Linked DNA regions of Pan troglodytes: region 2 is linked to region 1. A link is a contact called in public HiChIP or PLAC-seq data. All regions are on one chromosome and are shown on one strand. Each heading gives the region's core, a stretch centred on a gene start, on an enhancer-like site or on the middle of the called end of the contact. The rest is flanking DNA. Distances are from core to core; before and after follow the strand shown. Region 1 holds the start of TMUB2 (transmembrane and ubiquitin like domain containing 2). Region 2 holds the start of TMEM101 (transmembrane protein 101).

Evidence for each region. HiChIP or PLAC-seq counts read pairs in DNA pulled down with a chosen protein or histone mark.
Region 2: an H3K4me3 HiChIP or PLAC-seq map of stem cell-derived excitatory neurons shows a contact between it and region 1, with 4 times the contacts expected there. The contact joins the promoter of TMEM101 here to the promoter of TMUB2 in region 1. A contact is called at or near these places in 1 of 7 Hi-C or Micro-C datasets (stem cell-derived neural progenitor cells) and 1 of 1 datasets of contacts at active chromatin or transcription factors (stem cell-derived excitatory neurons).

The regions. Positions count from the first base shown.
Region 1 is chr19:23,708,241-23,713,867 of NHGRI_mPanTro3-v2.0_pri, forward strand. It overlaps TMUB2 (transmembrane and ubiquitin like domain containing 2), which reads right to left and starts at 4,070. Exons shown (of 4, transcript XM_001140790.8): 1 at 3,881-4,070; 2 at 3,247-3,314; 3 at 1,399-1,965; 4 at 1-486. The coding sequence starts at 3,281. The coding sequence ends at 123.
Region 2 is chr19:23,879,438-23,884,911 of NHGRI_mPanTro3-v2.0_pri, forward strand. TMEM101 (transmembrane protein 101) reads left to right here and starts at 2,055. Exons shown (of 4, transcript NM_001246445.1): 1 at 2,055-2,202; 2 at 2,481-2,661; 3 at 3,862-4,008; 4 at 4,781-5,474. The coding sequence starts at 2,066. The coding sequence ends at 5,089. The region is part of intron 1 of PYY (peptide YY); the gene reads left to right.

The DNA of each region.
Region 1 (5,627 bases), core at 2,820-5,319:
AGGAGATTTCCATCACATCCTTTCCACCCCTCCCTCCCAGGCCCTTGGGCCCAGCTCTGGCCAGGAAAAGTGGGGAGGCCATAAAGGAGAAAGACCATGCCTTTCATTTTCTTCCTATGTCCTTATCGTCCATACATCCCAAATACTAGGAAGCTGAAGAAGACGGTGACTCCCACCAGGGAGACAGTGGCAGGTGCTGTGAAGAATTGGCGGTAATTGATTCGGAAGTACCAGACCACACCCAACAGCACCACAAAGACAGGCACCATGAGGCTGCCCACATTGACACCAAGGCTGGGTGGCTCAGTGGCTGAGGGGGCCAAGGAGGCTGAGGGGCCTGGAACAGCTGACCCTGGGGGTGAGCGGTGGCAGTGAATCACACAGTTGTCGGTAATGTTCAGAGAACGCAGTGTGCGGGCTGGGTCTTGTAGCAGGCGGCCCTGGTAGATCAGTTTCATCTGGCTTTCTTGTCCAGGGAAGTATTTGCTGTAAGGATGAAAGACATGGAAGAAAAGATAGAGGGTGAGGAATGAGAAGGCAAACAGGCCTGGACCAACAAAGCAGGGGAGTGGGGAAAAACTGGAGGGTGGATTTTTTTTTCCCTCATCTTTATCCTTTTTTTTTTTTTTTTTTTTTTTGAGACGGAGTCTCACTCTGTTGCCAGGCTGGAGTGCAGTGGCGCGATCTCGGCTCACTGCAACCTCTGCCTCCCGGGTTCAAGCAATTCTCCTGCCTCACCCTCCCGAGTAGCTGGGACTACAGGAGTGCGCCACCATGCCCAGCTAATTTTTGTATTTTTTTTTTTAGTAGAGACAGGGTTTCACCATGCTGGCCAGGATGGTCGCGATATCTTGACCTTGTGATCTGCCCACCTTGGCCTCCCAAAGTGCTGGGATTACAGGCGTGAGCCACCGCGACAGGCCCCCCTCATCTTTATCCTTAACTAATGAGGGGTATATTTGTTTCTTTGTTTTTTTAGATGGAGTCTCACTCTGTTGCCCAGGCTGGAGTGCAGTGGCGCAATCTCAGCTCACTGCAACCTCCACCTCCTGGGTTCAAGCGATTCTCCTGCCTCAGCCTCCTGAGTAGCTGGGATTGCAGGCGTGCGCCACCACGCCCGGCTGATTTTTGTATGTTTAGTAGAGATGGGGTTTCACCATGTTGGTCAGGCTGGTCTCGAACTCCTAAGCTCGTGATGCACCCGCCTCGGCCTCCCAAAGTCCCGGGAGCCACTGCACCCGGCCTGAAGGGTGTATTTCTAAGAAAGTATCTACCTGCCCTTGGTAGGGGCTGGATCTTACACTTTGCTGCAGCTCCCATGTCTGCACCAGCCTCCTTAGAGGCAACCAAGGGCTGGGGGATGAGCACAAGCAGCTTCCCACTTCCCAGGCCACTCACCTCTTCAGGGCACCCACGGTATCCTCTGGCCTAGCCACAGCCAGCTCCTCGGTATCATTGAGGAATTTGAGCCGCACAGTGATGAGGCCAGGGCTGGGAGGGAGGCAGGTGCTATCCTCAGATCTCAGGGGGGCCTCTGGACTGCTGCTGCCTGCACCTGCTTGTCTTTTGGGCAGGCCTTGAATGTCAAGGAGATGCTCAAGGCTGGGCTCAACACCACCCCCAGCTCCAGCCTCCCCTGTGGAGTCTCCCCGACCTTCACCAGCCTCTTCAGCCTTCTCATCATTACCCTCTGATGGATGGGGGAGTTCAGTTGGCTCGGGGTTGCCTTGGCCTGCCACCAGGTGGTCCACATGCCCCAGGTGGAGGACGGATGTGTCGCCTGCTGACACAATAGCGCCCAGGAGCTGGTTGCTACCGCTGTCTGCTACGTAGGTAGAGAGCCAAGCTAGGACCAAGGCTAGAATCAGCACCACCACACCTGCCACCACCATCACCTCATTACCCACACCCTCAATGAGGGTGACATCAGAGAGCTCCATGGCCTGGCTGCTGGCAGGGTCCACGCTGCAGGAACAAAGGGGGACAGCATCAGCAGAGCCTGAGGGGTTGCAACCAGGTCTCTAGTTTGTTTAGGTTCTAACTGACCCAGCCCTGAAAAAAAAAAAAAGGAGTTCAGTGTTGTGTAGAAGGGGGCACAAACCTTCCTAATTCCGGCACCCCAACCTAAAGCTAAAGACCTACCCTACCCTTTGCCTCTATTGTGAAACTCTTGCTTTCACGTTCTGTGACCTTCCTCTCTCAAACTCCAACTTCCCAATGAGTGTGGATCAGCAGGAAAAGCCCACAGCCTTGCTGCTGCTGCTGCTGCTACTGTTGTTGCTCTTTTGGTGAATGAGGAAAAATCTTTGCTGAGGCCTGAGTTTCTCTAGGATTTCTATCGCTTGGTCAAGCAAATATGCCTCCTAAGCAGCCTCCAAAGTGGCTTCAGAGAGACCCAAAAGCCTGGAATATTTTACTGTGGGGCCCCCTTGGAAGCACTGTTTAGCCATCCCTGCCAGATTGTCTCATTTGAGCCTATTTCATTCCTGGTCACAGATCCAGGCTGCCAGATGTCAAGAGCCAAAGAAAACTGACCTACCATCAAAAGCAGAGTCAGACAAATCTAAAACGATAACTCTGTAGGGACCGCGGGCAGATACTATGCAGCAGACATTATGTGCCACCTCTGAAACTTCTGGCAAGCCCTGGGGAGCAACGTGGGACAGACACCAGAAGCACCACCTTCCTGGGTCACCATGGGCCCACTCCTGCAATGACCACTCCCCAAGTGGAGTGATTTGAAAAAGATTCCATAACAGCTCTCACAATCCATATCTCAGTCTCTCTTCTTTCACTGTGAAGGTTCTGCTGCTGCAGTTTCTTAGAAAGGCAGGAAGGGTCCCTGCTTGCTCCTTGGAGTACCTACTATTTCCCTTGGAGAATCTGCTGCTTTCACAGCTGTCCCTGGGCAAATCCAGTCTGGTGATTACCATTATCAGACTATTCTCACAGCACCTATAAAACTTCATTATACTTATGTACCTGTCCATCTTTCTATTACACTCCTGGTAGACAAGGATCGTATGTATTTCTCTTGGTACTGAAGTGTCCAATATAATGCCCCAGTAGTTGCTCAAATAATTATCTGTGGAACACATCAACATCCTTATTTAATATACCGGCCCTGGAGTTAGAAAAACAACTAATTATAACCCGTCTTGCGTCTTACTAGCTATAACACCTCAGACAACTTTCTCAGAGCCTCAGCTTTCTCATCAGTAAAATGGGGTTAAAAACAGTACCTACCTCATGAGGTTGTTTTGAAGATGACGTGAAATCATCGAAGCAAAATACTTGGCACAGTGCCTGGCACACTGCAAATTGCAATTGCTTAATAACGGTAGTAATTATTTATCACACCCACAACTAACCCCTGATGGTAAGAAGGTTAATGTCATTAACCATGATTTACAGAAAAAGAAACTGCGGCGAAGAAAGACGAAAACGATTGGCACAGACACAGTGAACTCTCGTGGGGAGGGGCCCGGCAGGACCCCAGGTGTCCGGCCTCAGGGGTCTTTGCTCTGTCCCTCAGCCTGTGATCTACCCTGTCCGTACCGTGACCGCACGGTGAGGAGGGGTCCCGCACCCTTTTTCTGAGGCGAAGTTTCCGCTTTTGGATGGTCCTATTCCCTCGGCGTTGGACTCGGGTCCATGGGCCCACCCGAACCGAAGGGCTGCCTGGCCCCAGCCTCCGTGATAAGACCAGTTGTCCCGGCCAGTGAGGAGTAGGGTCGGCTAAGGGGGTCACAAACCGTCCACACCCCTCAAACTTCGGGGCGGGGCTGGGGAACTGGGGGCGGGGCTTCAGGACGCGAGGAGTCATGGGAAATTAAAGGGGGATTGGACCGGCACTGTGCCTGGATGGGGAAGTCCTCACCTGAAAAGACCAGACTAAATGTTTTGACCTCGCCAGGACGGCCCCTGGACTCGTCTTTCCGTAGGGGTCGGGAAAAGGGCTGGCAATCTGCGATTCTGTTCAGGGTCCGGTCTCTTCCGGCTTCTCCCGGAAGCTGTTATACCAGGGACAGGAAGTCCCGCCTCCGCGCCTTGCACTGATGACGGAAAGCTGCGTAAGACGGGCTGACGTAAAAGGTATTCTTTAAATAAAAGGGACAGGTTTCTCAGCGGAAGGAGGGGTGGAGTCATTGTTGGCGGGATTGCGGCCCTCCCAGAGCGGGGCCAAGCCTGGTGGGCGGGGCCTTAGGCAATCCAGGGTGAGAGGCGGGGCCAGGGGGGAGGAGTTAGCGCGGAGGTACTTGGGAAAGGGGCGTGGCTTCGCGACTGCGGAAGGTTGCCCGGGCTGGCGCCGCTGGGCAGAGCCGGTGCGACGTTTCCCTTTCCAACTTTGTTCTTCCGGCCTTGCTGTCTGCCTCCCCGGCTGATTGGATTCGTTACTGCTTTGCAACGCGCACCTAACTCCAGGTTAGCGGGGATTAGTAAGAACTCAGCTCTGGGCCAGTCGGGAAGACAGATAAGGAGACGAGTTAGTCAGCATCCAGTGCTTGAAGAGTGCGGCCCCAGGTAGTGTGGGACCCGGAGAAAGAAGGCGGGAAAGCATTTCAAAGAAGGCACAGATTCGGCGCAGGCTTAGGACACAAAAAGGGGGAAAAGTCCAGCTTTCAAGAACTTATCCAGATTTTTGCAATTAAATTTTTTTCTTTTTTCTTTTTTGAGACGGGAGTTCCGCTCTTGTTGCCCAGGCTGGAGTGCAATGGCGCGATCTCGGCTCACTGCAACCTCCGCCCCCCCGGGTTCAAGCGATTCTTTTGCCTCAGCCTGCCGAGTAGCTGGGATTACAGGCATGCGCCACCACGCCCCGCTAATTTTGTATTTTAGTAGAGACAGGGTTTCTCCATGTTGGTCAGGCTGGTCTCGAACTCCCGACCTCAGGTGATCCGCCCCCGTCTCGGCCTCCCAAAGTGCTGGCATTACAGGCGTGAGCTACCGCGCTCGGCCGCAATTAAAATTTTTTCTAAAAACTTACTGTGGCCGGGGGGAGTGGCTTACTCTTGTAATCCCACCGCTTTGGGAGGCAGAGGTGGGAGGATCGCTTGAGCCCAGGAGTTCGGGGCTGCAGTGAGCTATGATCTGAGCCACTGCATTGCACCCGACAGGGAGGCCTTGTCTCCAAAAAAAAAAAAAAAAAAAAAAAAGCGCTGGAGTTTGGGGTTTTGGAGAACTACTGATTAAAGGATAAATAATGCAGACAGGGGCAAACATAAGCAAAAAGCTCGGTGGCTTCTACCAACTGAACACTGGCAGAAGTAGCACTTAGATCAAGAAATAGATAATTAGGACTGGCGCGGTGGCTCACGCCTGTAATCCCAGCACGTTAGGAGGCTAAGGCAGGCGGATCACAAGGTCAGGAGTTCAAGACCAGCCTGGGTAACATGGTGAAATCCCGTCTCTACTAAAAATACAAAAATTAGCCGGGCGTGGTGGCGCACGCCTGTAATCCTGGCTACTCAGAAGGCTGAGGCAGGAGAATGGCTTGAACCTGGGAGGCGGAGGTTGCAGTGAGCTGAGATGGAGCCACTGCACGCCAGCTGGGGTGACAGAGCGAGACTCTGTCTCAGGAAAAAAAGAAAGAAAGAATTACCCCAGAATCTCCCCCTTCATGTCTT
Region 2 (5,474 bases), core at 805-3,304, 170 kb after region 1:
GATTACAGCCATCACGTCTGGCTAATTTTTGTATTTTTAGTAGAGACGGGGTTTCACCATCTTGGCCAGGCTGGTCTTGAACTCCTGACCTCGTGATCCACCCGACTCGGCCTCCTAAAGTGCTGGGATCACAGGCGTTAGCCACCGCGCCCAGCCCAACACCTTTTCATTTATCTGTACAGCACATATTTCCTGAGGGCATCCTGTATACTAGGTCCTGAGGGCATCCTGTATACTACAGATGGTTCCCAGCATTGGAGTTTTCAACTTTACATTGGTGCGAAAGCAGATCTGCATTCAGTGGAAACTGTATTTCTCTTACAATGCTGGGCAGTGTCAGCAAGCCACAGCTTCCAGTCAGCCACACATTTTCAACTTACAGTATTTTCAACCTATGATGGGTTTATCAGGATATAACTCCATCACAAGTCAAGGAGCATCTGTAAACAGTAAACAGAAACCCAGGCACCGTGTTTGTGCTTAGGGAGCTTGCGATCTAGTAGGAGAAGATTGTCAATAAAATAATCACAAATATATTGGCTGGGTGCGGTGTCTCACGCCTGTAATCCTAGCGCTTTGGGAGGCCAAGGCGGGTGGATCGCTTGAGGTTAGGAGTTTGAGAGCAGCCTGGCCAACATGGTGAAACCCTGTCTCCACTAAAAATAAAAATTAGCCGGGTGTGGTGGCAAGCGCCAGTAATCCCAGCTACTTGGGAAGCTGAGGCAGGAGAATCACTTGAACCTGGGAGGTGTAGGCTGTAGTGAGCCAAGATCGCACCACTGCACTCCAGCCTGGGTGACACAGTGAGACCCTGTCTCAAAAATAAAAAAAAGCATATATATGTAAAGCAGATATATATATATATATATGTGTGTGTGTGTGTGTGTGCGTGTGTATCTATATCTATCTATCTATCTATCTAATTGCCACCGTGCCAAGTGATTCAAAGGAAGGTAGCTGATGTTATGAGAACATATAAACGGGTGGGGCGTGGGAGAAGGGGCTGAGAACACACTGGAGGGGAATGCAGAGACCACCTGGATGTCTGCTGCAATTAAACTGACAAAGTATGACAATTTGGGTTACAGCGGGAGCATGGCAGCTGGAGAAATGGACTGACTTGAGATGTCCCAGATGTTCAGATCTCCCTTTTCTCTCAGGGGACAGGCAAAAGGCAAACCCAAAGAGGTGACTTTGAGCCAGGAGGACCCCTTACTTTGAACTTAACAGAAACGGGGGTTTCCTCTGGTGCATATGTGTATCATTTATTGAACCACTACTATGTACTAGGACCGACCTTGTCACATTTAAAGTTCACAACTCTGGCCTGGCGCGGTGGCTCATGCCTGTAATCCCAGCACTTTGGGAGGCCGAGGCGGGCGGATCACGAAGTCAGGAGATCGAGACCATCCTGGCTAACACGGTGAAACTCCGTCTCTACTAAAAATACAAAAAATTAGCCAGGCGTGGTGGCGAGAGCCTGTAGTCTCAGCTACTCAGGAGGCTGAGGCAGGAGAATCGCTTAAACCCAGGTTGCGGAGGTTACAGTGAGCCAAGATCGTGCCATTGCACTCCAGCCTAGGCGACAGAGTGAGACTCCGTCTCAAAAACAAAACAAAACAAAAAAAAGGAAAAAAAAGTTCACAACTCTGAGGTAGGTGTAATTATCCCCATTTCATGATGAGTCTCATAAAGTTTAGGTGATGTGCCCAGAATCACACAGGGTTGGAATCAGGATTAGGGCCCTGATCGGGCTGCATTCAAAGACCAGTTTGCTTCAATACATCATACTACGGTCCAAGACTTCTGCTATCCTGAACCCACTGTTCCTTCCTCTAGTCTAGTTTTCAAATTCGCAGGGACAAATATGGCCCTGAAGGCTCCATGAGCAGACGAGAAGGCTGGACTTCGCAACTGGGTCACCTTAGATCCGGAACTAGAGAGTGACACCGTTGTTTCCGGGAGGAAAAAGAAGAAAAAGCGCTTGACCCGGAAGCTGCGTGTCCCATCCCCGCGCCTGCTTCTCTGACTGGGGTGAGGCCGCAGCGGACTGCCCTTTCCCAAGATGGCGTCGAAGATAGGTTCGAGACGGTGGATGTTGCAGCTGATCATGCAGTTGGGTTCGGTGCTGCTCACACGCTGCCCCTTTTGGGGCTGCTTCAGCCAGCTCATGCTGTACGCTGAGAGGGCTGAGGCACGCCGGTGAGCAGGCCTACGCAGCCGCTAAACGCGGCAGGGGGCGGTGATGTGGGCAAGAAATTGGGGGCTAGAAGTCGGGACCCTTGGACTGGGAGGAATTGGGACCTCCCTGGGAGGGGTTCTGGTCTGGGTGTCGGACCAAATCTGGTAGGGCGGTCCTGCCCATGGGAGGGGAGTCTGGTTTGGGGGAGCAGTGGAGCCTGTGGGAACTCAAGGGGTCTCAAGCTTCTTCCCCCACCGCTTCATTCTGTCCTCGTTGCTTCCCCACTCCCGGCTCGCAGGAAGCCCGACATCCCAGTGCCTTACCTGTATTTCGACATGGGGGCAGCCGTGCTGTGCGCTAGTTTCATGTCCTTTGGCGTGAAGCGGCGCTGGTTCGCGCTGGGGGCCGCACTCCAATTGGCCATTAGCACCTACGCCGCCTACATCGGGGGCTACGTCCACTACGGGGACTGGCTGAAGGTGAGCGCCTCGGCCCCAAAAGGGTCTTCCCTCTGGGTGACGGGGAATCAGAGGCCAATGCCCAGGGCTGTTGGTGGGCGATGAATGGTGCTGGCCACGTGCACAGTGTGAAGCCTGGGAGGTTCGAACCCCTAGGCTTATGGAGATTACAGAGCGCAGAAATGGATCTTAGGGACCACACAGACTTCCTCTTCAAAGTGTGGAAACTGAGGTCTAGAGATGGGAAACAGACTTTCCCAAAGCCACAATACAGGATACTGGTGGGACCAGAACCCCGGTCACCTGGTTCCCAGAATCTTTTAAACTGTTAGTTTAGTAATCTCAGACTCATGGGGTACAAAGGACCTTGGAGAGTACCTAGTTTTCATAAAATAATTTTATGAAAATGTAATTACTCTTAGTATAGCATTTAAGCCAGAACCTGTGCCAGGCCCTGCAGGCTGGAGATAAGGTTGGACAAAGGCACTGTCCTTGAGGAAGAGACTGTCAGACCCTTAGGGGAGGAAGATGTGTGAACAGCTACAGGGCAGCAAGATCAATGTTTTTGTGGCATAGATCCCATGCCACGTAGAATAAAGAACACCAAGATTAGAGTCTACAGATCTGAGAGTGGGGAAGGGAGAAACACATTGTGTCTGGGTTCTGCCACTTACTGGCAGGTAGGACCTGCCAGTTTTCTTTTTTGTTGTTGTTTTTTGAAACAGAGTCTCTCTCCGTCGCCCAGGCTGGAATGCAGTGACGCTGTCTCAACTCACTGCAACCTCCGCCTTCCAGGTTCAAACGATTCTCCTGCCTCAGTCTCCCAAGTAGTTGGGATTACAGGCGCCCTTCCCCACGCCCGACTAATTTCTGTATTTTTAGTAGACAGGGTTTCCTCATGTTGGCCAGGCTAGTCTCAAACTCCTGACCTCAGGGTGGTCCACCTGCCTCGGCCTCCCAAAGTGCTGGGATTACAGGCGTGAGCCACTGCGCCTGGCCAGACCTGACAGTTTTCTTAACCCTCTGGGCCTCAGTTTCTACTTCTATATATATATAAAAAGAATGATCTGTCTCTGTTGCACCTGCCCACCAAGCTTGGAAATGTAAGAGGGTTCATCAGATGGAATGGGATGTGTAGAGAGGGGTGGTTCTACACTCTGGGAAGCCAGGAGAGATGTGGCGGCTGCAGTTCTTGACTGGGGTCCCCTTACCCCGGCCTAGGTCCGTATGTACTCGCGCACAGTTGCCATCATCGGCGGCTTTCTTGTGTTGGCCAGCGGTGCTGGGGAGCTGTACCGCCGGAAACCTCGCAGCCGCTCCCTGCAGTCCACCGGCCAGGTGTTCCTGGGTATCTACCTCATCTGTGTGGTATGTTGGGGGACTGTTGGTTGGAGGTGCCTGACTGGGAGTGAACTGTGAGTCTAGGCGTGGCAGAACCCCAGGAAGGTAGACACAGAACGAGGCCCTGAGTGCAGTTCCTGATGGCCCAGTTCCCTGGGAATTGCCCCGGCCAGCTTCTAGGCCTCAGGGGCCCTCCAAATGCCTGTTGAGAGGCTCTTCCTCCAACAGTGTTGCCACGAGGTAGACTGGCCATTAAATTTCAACCCTGAGAGCTAGGAGAACAAGATGGGGTGATTCTCTCATGGCTCCAGCCCCCAAAGGACTAGAAGGGGATAAAGGAGAGGTTTGGTGGGGGTCAGGCCCCAGCTGGGACTCTGCCCCCTAGAGCTGATGAGAGCTCTAGGGTAGCCACTTATGGTTCTCCCTGGTGCTAGGGGAGGCCAGGGTGACTGGAGACATGGACAGGCCCCAGGCCATTAGGTCTCATCTTAATTACCGAGTATATCTCTGTACAGCTCTCTGTGTGGGCTCCCATATTCAGAGGTGGGAGCTCTAGTCTGACTGTGGAAATACACTTCCTTCATAGCCCCTAGGGTGAGGGGAGACATGGGCCCTAATCTCCTGGGGCTCCATAGTCTGAGGGGGAGACAAAGGCCCTACTTTCAGAGGTTCCCCAGTCCAAGAGGGGAGTCAGAAGCCCATCTGCAGGGACTCATTTGCAGGTGCCATCTCAGGGGTGGTTTACCCCAGACAGGCTTCTGAGCCTGTCGGAGAGTCTTAGAGGATGGTATGTCTCCAGGCCTACTCACTGCAGCACAGCAAGGAGGACCGGCTGGCGTATCTGAACCATCTCCCAGGAGGGGAGCTGATGATCCAGCTGTTCTTCGTGCTGTATGGCATCCTGGCCCTGGCCTTTCTGTCAGGCTACTACGTGACCCTCGCTGCCCAGATCCTGGCTGTACTGCTACCCCCTGTCATGCTGCTCATTGATGGCAATGTTGCTTACTGGCACAACACGCGGCGTGTTGAGTTCTGGAACCAGATGAAGCTCCTTGGAGAGAGTGTGGGCATCTTCGGAACTGCTGTCATCCTGGCCACTGATGGCTGAGTTTTATGGCAAGAGGCTGAGATGGGCACAGGGAGCCACTGAGGGTCACCCTGCCTTCCTCCTTGCTGGCCCAGCTGCTGTTTATTTATGCTTTTTGGTCTGTTTGTTTGATCTTCTGCTTTTTTAAAATTGTTTTTTGCAGTTAAGAGGCAGCTCATTTGTCCAAATTTCTGGGCTCAGCGCTTGGGAGGGCAGGAGCCCTGGCACTAATGCTGTACAGGTTTTTTTCCTGTTAGGAGAGCTGAGGCCAGCTGCCCACTGAGTCTCCTGTCCCTGAGAAGGGAGTATGGCAGGGCTGGGATGCGGCTGCTGAGAGTGGGAGAGTGGGAGACAGAGGAAGGAAGATGGAGACTGGAAGTGAGCCAATGTGAAAAATTCCTCTTTG